Regions from separate parts of the Mus musculus genome. Here all the other regions are linked to region 3. A link is a contact called in public Hi-C and HiChIP or PLAC-seq data. All regions are on one chromosome and are shown on one strand. Each heading gives the region's core, a stretch centred on a gene start, on an enhancer-like site or on the middle of the called end of the contact. The rest is flanking DNA. Distances are from core to core; before and after follow the strand shown. Region 1 holds the start of Preb (prolactin regulatory element binding). Region 2 overlaps Drc1 (dynein regulatory complex subunit 1). Region 3 holds the start of Slc35f6 (solute carrier family 35, member F6).

The links. A called contact is a pair of places that touch in the nucleus more often than the background predicts. HiChIP or PLAC-seq counts read pairs in DNA pulled down with a chosen protein or histone mark.
Region 1: a contact with region 3 is called in a Hi-C map of CD8 T cells, with 2.8 times the contacts expected there. The contact joins the promoter of Preb here to the promoter of Slc35f6 in region 3. A contact is called at or near these places in 3 of 39 promoter capture datasets (erythroid cells, pre-B cells and stem cell-derived epiblast-like cells), 1 of 484 Hi-C or Micro-C datasets (CD8 T cells), 2 of 115 datasets of contacts at active chromatin or transcription factors (the SCID.adh cell line and embryonic stem cells) and 1 of 9 other capture datasets (liver).
Region 2: an H3K4me3 HiChIP or PLAC-seq map of forebrain shows a contact between it and region 3, with 4 times the contacts expected there. The contact joins the enhancer-like site here to the promoter of Slc35f6 in region 3. A contact is called at or near these places in 4 of 39 promoter capture datasets (the C10 cell line, cranial neural crest, hippocampal neurons and 1 more), 3 of 115 datasets of contacts at active chromatin or transcription factors (bone marrow-derived macrophages, embryonic forebrain and forebrain) and 1 of 9 other capture datasets (liver).

The regions. Positions count from the first base shown.
Region 1 is chr5:30,958,350-30,962,916 of GRCm38.p6, forward strand. Preb (prolactin regulatory element binding) reads right to left here and starts at 1,978. Exons shown (of 9, transcript NM_016703.3): 1 at 1,622-1,978; 2 at 874-1,063; 3 at 367-587; 4 at 122-202; 5 at 1-8. The coding sequence starts at 1,756.
Region 2 is chr5:30,339,996-30,344,407 of GRCm38.p6, forward strand. It overlaps Drc1 (dynein regulatory complex subunit 1), which reads left to right. Exons shown (of 17, transcript NM_001033460.4): 2 at 1,669-1,756; 3 at 2,673-2,785. Among named protein-coding and RNA genes, the nearest start is that of Drc1, 61 kb to the left of the region's middle. Within about 2 kb of position 2,861, at least 31 of the 459 cell types and tissues checked have an H3K27ac peak or open chromatin away from gene starts, as enhancers often do. A contact at or near this core is called in forebrain, where this site is marked.
Region 3 is chr5:30,646,132-30,650,690 of GRCm38.p6, forward strand. Slc35f6 (solute carrier family 35, member F6) reads left to right here and starts at 1,808. Exons shown (of 6, transcript NM_175675.3): 1 at 1,808-1,967. The coding sequence starts at 1,891. It overlaps Mir5625 (microRNA 5625), which reads left to right and starts at 1,805; the gene lies at 1,805-1,884.

The DNA.
Region 1 (4,567 bases), core at 728-3,227, 310 kb after region 3:
GTAACCAGCTGGGGAGGAGTAAAGATCCCAAAGATGGACAGTTAGGACATCTATGTACTGTGCAAGGCACACAATAGGCTCTGCCTTTCTGCACCAGCATCCCACATCTCCACCTCCTTACCTTGCCATCAGGACCCAAAGTCAAATCTCCAATCTCCCCTTCATGGGCTTTGAACTCCAGAACTTTCTCCAGGCTAGGTACCTACAGCCAAGACAGTTACAGACCAGACAGCGAGAACGCTGAAATCCCCATCCCTCTTACCCCAATGGCCACTCAAGTTTCACAGAATGCATATTCAGATTCTCACAATTTTGGTGTTATTGCAACTAACACTCACCCACCCCCCCAAGCCCCTAAAACCACACCTTCCAGACACGAACATGACCATCAGTTCCTCCAGTGGCAAGCAGGGTGTTATCATGGTTGAAGCACACAACTTTCTGCAGCGGTTCATTGCTGAAGTCTGTCTGTACTGCCTCCAAATTCTTTACTTTGAGTTCAACCCCTTCGGGGTGAACTTGTGCTCCCGATTTCTTCTCTGCTGGAGGAGCCCCCTTTCTCTGTCGAGGTCCCTGCTCCTTGGAACCTGCAACACAAACAATTTGCCAGGAACCAGATTCCTTTGTTGTTGTTTTTTAAGACAGGGATTTGCTAGGCACCCCAGGCTAGCCTTAAATATCCTCTTGCCTCCACTCCTAAGCTCTGAGACTACAGCTGTGCACCACCTCCCTCAGATGGACCTGAGCATCTGTATTAACTAACACCAGTCCTCTAGTGACCCAAGTACAGACTTCAATGTGACCACTGCCCCACACCTAATCTCTCGTTTTTGGAGACCAAGAATTAGAGCGACTTTTTCCAAAGCTCTTCACCTGACTTCTCCGCTTTACTGCCCTTCTGTTGATGGACCTGGAAACGAAGAAGCTGACACTGGGCATCCTGTCCGGCAGCAAGAATGTCACCAGCAAGCGCCAAATTCATGGTGGCCCGTGTCTCCGTGTCATGAGAGTGCAGCAAGGAAGCGCTCAGGCACCCGTTGATCAGCTCTAGCTGCAGAAAATGCTGTGAGGGAACCAAAGTGGGCAAAGGTCAGGCCAGCCCGGAAGTCACATTAAATCCTAGTCTCTCTCAGTTGTACTTTTGCTTCCCGCACCTCCAGCTCTTATTTTTTGTTTTTTTTTGTTTTTTTGTTTCTTTGGTTGTTGTTGCTGTTGCTTAGAGCTGTATTCTCTTACTGGAGCTTCTTAATTCATACAGCAAGCAGGGTTTAGATTACTAGGTCCAGTTTACAGAAAGAAAAGAATTCCGTCTCCAGCTGCTTGAAGATGGACAAGACAATGTGCCTTCCTGGAAAAGGCCAGCGTATGAGCCCTGGACCAGCTCTCGTAATCCGGCGTGGACAGTCCTGGATTCGCAGACCTGCACAGCTTTCAGTCTAATTTTGGCTGTCTCAACCACTCTGCTCAGGTGAAACCAGCACCCGAACGGCAATCCTGGGTGCTCCCGCTAGAAATGGGTAGGGACTAAATCAGGGGTACTGCTCACCTCTGCATCCCCCGGCCACCCTGGAATCTCCCTGGGCCACGGTATAACCTGTTCTCAGTGGCCCTGCGTTCTCACCACGCCATTCTTTATGCCGGTCTTGGCAGCTCCTCCTCCGCCCGCAGCGATGAGCAGCCCAGTCTTGGGGTCTATCCGAAGCGCGTACAACGGGAACGGGGCCCGGTACAGCTCCACACCCCGGCGCCGACCCATCCCGCCCGCACGTTCACCGCCAACCCCGCGGAACCCACGACATGCCGCGCCTCGCCTCCGAAAGCTCAGGAACTTGGCGCTAGAGTTTTCCGGAAGACTGCCGACCCCTCTCAGCACTGGACTTGCCACCACTCAAACCACCGCAAGCAGCCGATCTGCGCCCGCGCGGCCGACTGGGTCTTGCAGGCGTTCAGTGCGCACGCGCCGAGCTCCTGGGCTCTCTCTGCGCAAGCGCAAGACGCCAATCCGCGTCAGCACTAGCGGGACGCGCTGTCACGGAACCCTGGCGTCGGATCCGGGTCCTAGCCCCGAATGACGATGAAGCTGCCATCTTTGTGTGGGGCGTGGGAGGTGGGGCTAGAAGAGATTACTGAAGATCAGTAAATCGAATTAAAAAGTTCTCGGACTGGGACAGTCCCCACTTCAGGAGAGATACACAGCAGACTCGTACAAGCCGGGCCTTTGTGTGTTACTCCAGGGAGGAAATGGGTTCTCCCGGGTTGTGTGGAGGACAGACACTCCAAAACAGATTCACTGCTTCCTAATATCCTAATATGAAGAAATCAGTCCCCACTTTGAGAGCATCCTCCGCGGTTGATTGGACTCTTTCTTATGGCTTGACATCCACTTCTGGAACATCGAACTCATGGGACTGGCAAGACTTGAGACTAGGCACAAAAACCCACAAAATCCCAGATAAACCGGGCTATTTGGTTACCCTACTATTTAAGTGTTTTTGGAACATGTTCACATTATAGAGATGTAAGGACCATTATTTGAATATGGTTTATATTTTAGTATTTGATGTCTTTTGCGATTCATAATGAGCCCCAGTCAACCATACATGAATTTATACTACCATGGTGTCTTTTGGACCCATATGCAGCTGAACAAACCACGTGATTAGAAGAAGCCAATTTTAGGCCCATTTACTAGCCTTCAGGGAGGAGAGAGGAACTTGACACTGAATTCAGTCACCAGTGGCCAGTATGTGCCCATATGATGAAATATTTGTTTTTAAAACAACCCTAGACAATAGGGATCAATGAGCTCCTGGGTTGGTGGTCTCATGTAGGTGCTGGATGGATGGATGGTGTGCCCAGAGAGGGCAAGGAAGTACTGCATTCTTCACCCTTTATCCTCCATGTACCTTGCCCTACACATCTCTTCCCTTCTGCTAATTCTGAGTTCTATTCTTTATGCTAGAAGAGAAATCCTAAGGAAGATGGAAGTGAGCTCTGTGTGCTGTTCTGACAACTTACCAGACTGACAGAGGAAGTCACAGGGACTTCTGCTTCCCAGCCTGTTATTTAGAAGTACAGATAGATGGTCAGGACTCAAAGCTGGAGACACTGGAAACGATCCTTTAGGATCAGTCCCTTTGATTTATGGGATCTATCCAGTGTGAACACCTGTGGGTGGGTGGTGTTAGAAATTTCGTTCCATTGTTGGACAGATACCTAGTTGGTGTCTTAGAATTGGAGATGTGTCTGAAAACACTCCATATTTGGTTTCAGAGATGTCCTAAGAAGCAGAACTTCTCACTGTGTGAATGAAAAATGACTAGGCAAACTCCAGTTCACACTGGCCGCTTCTCTTATTTTATGTCAGTTCCTGTTTGTAAAACACTGTTGAGCAAGTGAAAGGAAGGTCGCTAAGCACCTGGCAGCCAGGCTCTAATGCAGTTGTTTTGGTTTGATGGTCATTTCCTGTTGTAGATATTATCTACCACATACTCTTCCCACCCAAATTCCTCCAAGTCTAGGCAAGAACATCATGTGCTATTTCTTGTGAACATTCTACTGCAAATGGTTGTTGAGGGGATGGACAAACACTCTAACTGGGGTTGGCTAAGAAAGTTTGATCCTGATGCCTTTCCTTCCCTTTTGTTTTTGTCGGGGGGGTGGGGGGGTGGGGGTGGGGAGCGGCGTTCATGCTCTGTGGTGCACGTGCGCTCAGAGATCATCTTTCAGGGTTGATGACAACTTCCCACCTCTTTTCCTTACTGAAGTGTACGAATTTATCACTGAGCCAAGCAACTTACACTTATAGTGCTGATAAACACCCACTTGGGTTCCTAGATAAATGTGCCCAAATCTCCAGAGGTGAAAACTTCCAGCTCTACCTGGTAGGACTGCTCCTTGGCTGAGATTCAATATAAGCTGTGAACCATGATGTGTGCGTCCTTACAGATCCAGCCTGGCTGTCTGCCTGGGGCATCTCTTGTAGAGAGAGATGCCTGGTTTTGTTACCAGTTTTCATCAGCACCTTTGGCGAATAGTTGCCTTTTACTTTTGTTTATGGGCCAGAAATGACTTGATTCTGAAACTGTTGTGAGAAGTCAAGTGGTCAGCCCACAAGGGCAGAGGGAAGGACAGTTTATTTTTTTGTTTGTTTGTTTGTCTGTTTGTTTGCTTTTCTTTTTACTTGTTTTTTTCCAGACAGGGTTTCTCTGTGTAGTCCTGGCTGTACTGGAGCTCACTCCTTATCAGTCTGGTCTTCATAGAGATCCCCCTGCCTCTGCTTCCTGAGTGCAGGGATTAAAGGGACTAGGGTGTCCTCAAACTCCTAGATAGAAAGGCATATGCCACCATGCCTGGCCTGCTTTTTGTGTTTTTGTTAGTTCAGTTTTGGTTATTTGAGGCAAGGTTTCTCTGTGTATCCCTTGTTGTCCTGGAACTCCCTCTGGAGAGCAGGCTGGCATTTGAACTCACAGAGATCCACCTGCCTCTGCCTCCCACGAGCTGGGATTAAAGGCTTGAGTCACTGTGGGGTACATAGGTTGCACTACCAATCAAGCCCCAGAAATCT
Region 2 (4,412 bases), core at 1,611-4,110, 310 kb before region 3:
TGCTGATAGTAAACACACTTCACATTTTGATCAGTTTTACCAAACCGTCTTTTGTTCAGATTGTCACACATTGTGTAAATAGTGCCTGCTAATTCTTACAGTTAAAATCTTTCCTAATCTGATGGAGAGTAGTGGTGTGTGCTGGGAAGTTTTATGTCAACTTGACACAAGCTAAAGCCATCTGAGAGGAGGGAACAACTTCAGTTAAAGAAATGCCCCCTTAAGATTGGGCTGTAGGACATTTTCTTAATTAGTGATTGATGGGGAAGGACCCAGCCCATTATGGGTGGTTCCATCCCTGGGCTGGTGGTTCTGGGTTCTATAAGAAAGTGGGCTGAGCAGGCCAGAGAGCAGCCCCGCCTCCCCGCCCCCCCATGGCCTCTGCATCAGCCCCTGCCTCCAGGTTCCTGCCCTGTTTTTGTCCCCGTGCTGACTTGCTTTGCCGATGAAGACTTAAGATTTTTTTGTTTTTTTGTTTTGTTTGTTTTTTGTTTTTCAAGACAGGGTTTCTCTGTATAGCCCTGGCTGTCCTGGCACTCACTTTGTAGACCAGGCTGGCCTCAAACTCAGAAATCTGCCTGCCTCTGCCTCCTGAGTGCTAGGATTAAAGGCATGTGCCACCACGCCCGATGAAGACTTAGAAGCTTAAACAGATTAAACCCTTTTCTCCCCCTAGTTTGCTTTTGGCCTTAGTGTTTCCTCACAGCAATAGAAACCTTAAGACACAATGTACCCTGGATTACCTGGGGTCTATGCTGAGGGGTCCTGAAGGTCCCTGCCCAGCCACCCATTGGAAAGGTCAGTTGACAGTGACAGCAAAGGCTGGGCATCTGCTCTGACCTCGAGGGTTTTGAGTGTGAGTAGCTGGCAGGTCTTAGACTGTTGCTTTCTAGTTGATTATTATTGTAGAACCAGCCAGTGAGGCAAGGCCTGCCAACGATAAGGAAGTGCATGCCGCCCTGGGTTGGTTTTAGTGTCTGTCAAAGCCCATTTACCAAGCATACCTGTTCCCTTCTGGAACCCAATATGAAGCCTGAGGGCAGGAGTCAGAGAAAAGTGTGGCAGATGGCATCAGCTGGTGTCCAAATGCCACACAGAGGAGATGCCAGCTACAAGGCATCATCTCGGTTGCTTATCCTGCTCCTGCAACAAAGGCAACTTGAGAGAGAGAATTTACTTCAGCTCATAGTCCACAGCCGGGGAGTCAAGGGCAGAAGTCAGGGAATGGTGTTTTCTACAGCGGGGATGGGACGTCCCATCCCAGCCAGATCCTCAAGATAACCCACATGTACAGTCCAGATACCTGTCCCAGGTGATTCTAGATTCTGTCAAACTAATGGCTCCAACCATCATGGGGACTTGATAGCATCCTGTCCTTTTCACCTGACTAGATTTATTCAAAGATGGGCTTTGTATCCTAAGGTTTTCTGTTCTCTTTTATTTGCTTGTAGTGTGGGATTTTTGTTGTTGTTGTCGTCGTTGTTTGTTTTGAGATTGGATTTCTCTATATATCCCTGGGTACTGGCTTTGTAAACCAGGCTGGCCGCAGAACTCATAGAGATCCACCTACCTGTGCCTCCCGAGTGCTGGGATTAACGGCGTGTGTTTAAACACAAAGCACAAACACTCATGACTGCACTGTCCTGCCTTGATGTCTTCCTGCCACAGGGAAGCCCTGGGAGAGTATTTGGACGGGAAGAAGGAGAGTGAGGAGGAGCAGAGCAAGAGCTACAAACAGAAAGAAGAGAGCCGCCTGGTACGAGCTGAGCCGGCGGTCGCAGAGTCTCGTAGCCTGGTTTTCATAGGCAGGAAGTATACCTTCTGTGTTGCTGACTCTAGATGGGGCTGTCTCGTTTTGGGGTTCCCTAGGAGTGAGCTTTCAAACTGTAGGTTCCTGTCAGGAAAGATGGCACGTAAGTACAGGTACCCACAAGACGGGGACAGGAGTGCTCTGCTGGAAGACTGGCCTAGGATATGATATGAGCAGGCCTCAGAAACAAACAAGTGAGAAATTGGGGCAGGTTGGGTGGGTGGGGATGACTGGGGTAAAGTGCTTGTGTCAAAAGCACAAGGACTAGATTTCAGATCTCCAACCACATGTAAATGAGGAGTCAGTAGGGTGGCAGAGAGCCCAAAGCAAGCTGGCTTGGAGCTGACTGTGTAAGGCTGGGTGGGTGGCACACGCCTGTTTTAATCCTACTACTTGGGTGGCAGAGGCAAGCAGATCTCTGTGAATTCCAGAACAGCCTGGTCTACAAAGGGAGTTCAGGACAGCCAAGGCTACACAGAAAAAATCCTGTCTGAAAAAACAAAACAAAACATCATGTAGACCAGGCTGGCCTTAGAACCAGTGATCCACCTGCCTCTGCCTCCTGAGCTCTGGTTTTAAAGACATAAGCCACTGTGCTCCTCTCTCTCTCTCTCTCTCTCTCTCTCTCTCTCTCTCTCTCTCTCTCTCTCTCTCTGTTTACATTTAACGTCTCTACTTATGTGCCCCGGGATGTATGTGCTGTGCTGCCTGTGGCAGTCCAAGGACTTGTGGCGTGGGAGTTGATTCCTACAGTGCGGGTCCCGGGGTTGAACTCGCGGCTTGGCAGCAAGCTTACACAGTGAGCCATCTCAATAGCCCAGAATAGTCTAGATTCACAGCTTGCCGCCTCTCTGTTTTCCAGAAACTGACTAAACTCCTGCTCTGCGGGACCGAGTTGGTGACAAATATTCAGGTGGCTGCAGACGTCAGAGAGATCCACAGGAGGGTTGAAGAGGAGGAGACAAAGCGGCAGAGGTAAGGGATGTGCTGCCTTTGTGCGCCACAGTCGCCACGTGACTGCCCTTCCACTCTCCCAGTCCTTGGAGCGAAAATTTGTCCAACCCGGTCTCATGGAATCCCCTTCCTGCTCCGTGTGAACCCACCGTCCTCCTTTCCCCGCTTCTTCCCTCGTCCCTCCCTTCCTCAAGTGTCCCAAGCTGTGTGGGTGTGAATGGAGGGCCGGTCGGTCCCTTGCCTCTGACAACACGGGACACTTAACAGCGGTCTGTTCTAAAAAGGAGATCAAGGAGATCAAGGAATGTAGGAAGTCACAGGAGGAGGCTTTCGGTTGGAGAAAACACAGCAGGAATTTTGGGTTGCACTGGGAAGGCCAAGTAAGGTTTAGGCTGTCGCGTAGGCATCTTAGGCAGAGGCGTGCAATCTCAGAACATGTCTGGGAGTGGCAGGTGCGGCTCAGATGGTGCCTACAGCCCTGGGAATGATTCTTGCAGGTGAAGCCTGTTGAGTAGGAGTTGCTGGCAGAGCGTAGGGGTGGAGGTGGGGGTGTGTGCATGCACCTGAAGTCAATGCTTGCCTCGGTCAGCAAACTTTCCTGTGGCGCTAAAGCTGCTGCAGGATTGATGGAAACCTGGGCTTGGAGCGCCACCCAGTGTTTAACCTGCAGAGGCCACGCCAGCCTCAGATAAGGCAAAGATAAAACTGCATTTAGTGACAAAGTGATGCTTTGTGAGGGAAACACTAGCTTTTCTTCCTCTTATCTGGGCTTCTCTGGTCTTGGTAAACACACTGGGAAACAGTGTGGCTTGTTTTCTGCTATCTGGCATACATTTAGTCACCGGAAGTCATGCTGTAAGGTGCATTTACTGTGCTGAGATTTAGAGGCGTTGTTTAAAGGCCACATGAGAGTGAAGATTTGGAGGTGAAGGCAGAAGCCCCCCATCACCCCCCCAAAATCAACTAAGAAGCTCAACATTTAAATCAATTAAGTGACCAAACCCACAGATAGCTCAGAATTAGGCACATAGAGGCATAGCTTATAAAAGAAACACTGTAATAGGTCCTGTGTGCTCTCAGCTGGACAGTGAGGTACAGGATCATATTCATGTTGTGGTCCCTGCACTAAAGAAGTTTAATCCCAGCCTTTAATACCAACACTTGGGTGACAGAGACAGGAGGATCTCTGTGAGTTTGAGGCCAGCCTGGTCTACAGAGTGAGTTCCAGGACAGCCAGGGCTACATAGTGAAACCCTGTCTTGAAAGAACAAAACAAAACAAAGGGAAGTTGTGGTCTTGTTTAGTGACAGTATAGTCAGCAGCATTGCTCCCGTCTCCGCTCTGATGACTTCCTCTCTGTCACATCATCAGTGCACCCCACACAGGGCCTCTCTGGAATTTCTAAAAGGCATTCCTGACTTCCTTCTCAGACATCCCATTAGTTTAGCTGGGGCGGAACGATCAGACACCAGAGGCTACGCTTGATAAAAAAACCTACATAAGAATTTAAGAGCTGGGTGTGGTAGCTTATGCCTGTATTCATCTCAGCACTTGGAAAGTCGAGGTAGGAGAGGAGCCTCAGTTTTGAAGCCACTCAGGGCCTATGGAGGTCCAGGCCAGCTGGAGACTCTCAACAAAAAGAATGTAG
Region 3 (4,559 bases), core at 558-3,057:
ATGTCGGGCTAGTGACACCAATGTCATTAGTAATGTTTATGTCAGGCAAGTATCCTTGGCCTGAACCTATGGGAAAATAGCCCAGAGTCCTACTGTAGTCGATAAGAACTGTCTCCCATGGGGAATAGGGGTGGGGAGGCCTGGCAGATGGTGTCCCTTTAGGACACAGTTGTGTTTCATCTAGTCTCCAATGTCTCAGGAAACAGTTTTGGATAAATTACTACTTCCTTTGAAATGACACAAAACTAAAAGCACTGTGGGGGACACATAGCTCAGAAGTCACCTCTTGGATCTTTTATCCCTGGTTTCACTGAAAAGAGCACACTCTCGTGAAGAAAAATTCTGGAATGTTCTGTAGGTCCAAGAGCTATCCAACACATAACCCTTCTTACATGAAAGATGTTTCCCTGTCTGTACGATAGCCTCCTATATTTTTGTTCAAGACCCTACTTATAATACATTCTCTACCTCATCTCCCAAAACAGATGTTACAGTCCCTTGAGTGTATACTATACATGTTTACAAGTTCAAGGCAACCAGGAAGAAGTGGTCAAAACACCCTTTTTTTCATACCTGCAGTAATAGGATCTTCAGAAACAGAGGGACTATGTATGGTGGGTCAAATGGCCATCAAGCGTGTTTGGGGGTTTTTGTTTTTACCTGTGGTAGGGCATGAGCTGCCAATCACATGGAACAGGAAGGTAGGCAGCTGGCAGCTGAGAACCCACTCCCCTAGGTTGTTCCCTGACCTCCACATGTACCACATATGCCTTGAAAGTGCCCTCCAATAACACACAAATAAATAAATTTATTTTTTAACAAACTGACAGCCAGTCATGAACTGGAGTCCATCTTGGAGTACACAGTGAGCTGGAAGACAGTCTGGCTTATATAACAAGATCCTGTCTCAAAAACTAATTAATTAAATGCTAGAAGTCCTCTACACACAAACCGAGGTCTGGTCTTTCTGTAGGGATGCTTCTAAACAATATTTATAGGGGTCCTCAGGGGTACGTGGGGAAGCTTAATGCAGGAACTATACAAAAGCCATGGTGTTTTATCTTCAAGTCCACACCCCCAACACACACATATATATAATACACTCATACACACACACACACACACACACACACACACACCACTGCTACTCATAAGCATAACCTTAATCCTTGGCTTCTGTGGTTTCATTTTTCATTTTATTTTAATTATTTGTTTACTTAGTTACTCAGTCTGGCCTCAGACTCCTTATATAGTGGAAACTGGCCTTCATTTTTCAAGTGCTAGGAATGCACACCCAGTTTGTGTTTTAGCTGTTAAACACCCTACTGGAAGCTACAACTCAACTCAAATGCTCCCTTTACTGAAAGATGTGAGCAATTCAACGGGCTGGGATCCCTAGGGACATTTCTCTCAGGACTCCAGTTCTCTGGAGATCCTGGAGAAAAGAGATTCCCACGCTGTAACTATTACCAACTGCCAGTCTCAACCTCTCAAAATTGTTTATAAAATGCTCTAAGATTGCCTAAGCATCTCTACATGACCCCGAGCGCCCATTTTACAAACCGGGAGGCCAAGAGGCTGGGAGCGTACGCTGCAGAAGTACAGGGCTCGCTCAGCATGCATGAGACACTAGCACTACAAAAAGAAAAGGAAGCCGAGCAATGGAAAAGAAAAGAAAATCTGGTAGCCTTGGCCCGGGACCCTGCACTCTGCTTCTCCAGCTCTCCTACCAAAGACCGGTGGCAGCTCCGGGGCGGGGCTAGCGGGCGTGGGGCGTGGGCCAGTGGGGTCATGTGACTCCCGGCCCGGAAGTTCTTGAGTAGGAGACTCCACATCCCGGGTGACCCGGGTTGGAGCTGCTGATTCAAGTGGTCTCTCGTGTCCACCACTATGGCCTGGACTAAGTACCAGTTGTTCCTGGCCGGGCTTATGCTGGTCACCGGCTCCATCAACACGCTTTCGGCAAAGTGAGTCTGGGTCAGACCGGGAGGGACCTGCTGGGCCGGTGGGTGCTGACACCCGGCGCCCTGTCCCCCACCCGTCCGCTACTCTCCAACCCCACCAGCCCTCCACATTACCGAGAGTTCAGTCGCGCTGGTGTGGACGAAGGGGTGAGAGGCCGGGAGAAAGCGGGCATTTGAAGGCCACTTTGATTCGCGGTCACTTCTATCTCTGAGCCTCAGTTCCTCATCTTTGAACCGAAGGGTTGGATCAGTTTCTCCCGGCGGCGCTCTGGCGCTGCGGTCAGAGACTGAGAGACTTCCAGCAGGAGGCTGGGGGCCTGCCTGGGAAGCACCGGTGCTCTTGGAGAGGCCGAGCTGAAGGGATGGGCAAGCCAGGAGGAGGTGGCCATAGGGTCATTCATGGGGAAAGAAAGGGAATAGACAACATCTTGATGCTTAGTTGGGGCTCTTATGTGGGTGGCAGAGGTTTGGAGGCAGGAAAGAGAAAGGCCAGCTCCAAGTTGCTTGTTCACAGCATCAAATGCCCAGCTGGACTTTTTCCCTCCATAATCAGAGGGCACACCACGTCGTTGAACGTGGGAGAACTGAAAAAAGAATCAGTGTGATAAACGCAGAGGTTTATGTGAGGCTGGGAACCACTCTGGCTCTGCTTACAGTGAGAACACCTAGCAGGTGCCATCAAGAGAGGCAGGTGATACAAACCAAAATGAAGCCACAAGGCTGACTGACCCAGAGGATCAAAAGAAAGTGTCTATCTGGAGAAAAGGCTCCTTAACCGAAACCAGAATGGTAGCTGGGTACTTGCACTCTGGTGTGTGGGAGTAAAGGTCTTCAGCTGGTTGGGAGCTAAGGCCCAGGCATCACAAAGCTGAGAAAGTTAATGTGGTCTCCTCCATTGTTGGCAGAAAGGCCTAGCTTTAACTTGACAGTTGTTTGTCAGTTTATCTGCCTCTGCCTCTGCCTCTGCCTCAGGGCAAGGCCTTTCTTTATCTATTTGCATCCAAAATCCTCAGTGTGCATCATCTGTCCTTTGTCCAGTGTGCGTGTGGGCAGCAGCGAACAATGCCCCTCTCCAAGTCTAGCCTCAGTTTCTTACTGGGCCTGGCTAGGAAAGAAAGTTGGTGTGGCGGCTCCCAGTGAAAGGCCTCCAGGCTTGTGCTCTGGCTTTCCTGGGCCTCTGTGCATTGAGAAGCTGGCTGTGAGCCTCGTGTAGCCATTTCATATTTACTTCTCAGGATTCTTGGATCTAACAACAAAGTCTGTCAACGCTGTGAAGTGCCCAGAAAAGACATGGGCACTCATCAGGGTGACTGTAAGGTACCTGCAGTGTGAGAGAGAAGAAGTGGCCGAGAGAAAGTCCCTGTGGAAGAGACACATGTGTGCACATGTGCCCCCTCCCTTCCCCTAAAGGAGGACACAATCTATGCAACCCAGAATAGGACCTATGCAGTTCTTGGGCTTTTCTCTGGGTGTCTTTCAATGAGATTCTCACACTAAACAAGGACTGCTCCTAATGTTGAGAGTGGCTAATGTCTGTCCAGGCTGCTGTCCCCAGGAAGAATCCAAATGGTCATTTACTGCTTAGATAAACCATGCTGACTCAGCCCTTCCTTTGAAAACCTCCAAACCGGTTAGGTAAGAAGCCAAGGAAGCCTCGGTCCCAGGAAGCCCCACCCTTTGAGGCTGCTGGAGAGTCAGGAGGACTCCGAAGTGTCTTAACCTTTGATCCTGTCCTTAGCCCATCACCTTTTGTGTGGCCTCTCAGGAGCCTCAGCCCCAAGTCCTGAGATGGGGCCCAGAGCTGGACTGTAAACATTGTTCTGGAGTAAACAGTGAGAAAGACACTCTGGGAGGAAGAACGTTGGTGGGAGCAACCACCTTACCAGGATGGTATTGGCATTGCTGGCCAGTGGTTTCCTCTAGGTACAGCCAGGGCAGCCAGTGCACAGCACCCAGGCCTACCAAGTTACAGGCCATCTACCTTGGCATTCTTTCACTTGATCTGGGGGAGGAAAGTAGATAGATGGGTTCATCATTCCTAGATGGGAAACTGAGGCACAGAAAGGTTTAGTCATGTGCAGCTCAGTTCCCAAGTGATGACTTCCCTCTGAGTCCAAGTGTTCCAACCCTAGAATCCATGCTCTAACCTCCAGTTAGGGCGGATACCACACCATTCATTTTGGAAGACTAGTTGGTTATCTATTTATCTTTTGAAACACTCTTTCACTGTTTAGTCCCTAGCTAAACAGTGAACCTTCCTGCCTTTACCTCCCAAGTAATGGGTTTGCAGCCATACACTACTAAGCCCATGGACATTTCCTTATTGTTATGAACAGAAATCATCCAGTCTGATCCCTACAATTTACAAAAGAAGTTGCTTTTTGTGGCTTGGCTTATTGATGTCAGGATTGGTACCCAGGCCTTGATGTCAGTCCCATCCTAGTCGTTAGGACAGCCCTGAAGTCCTGGCTCTGTGGATTTCCTATCTCTCCACTGTGTCTACAGTGGACAGTCCTATCAATGGCATCTTCTACTCCCACCCCTACCTTCAGGATACCCCCCCCATGGGACTAGACAGCAAGCCTCACCCAAGTC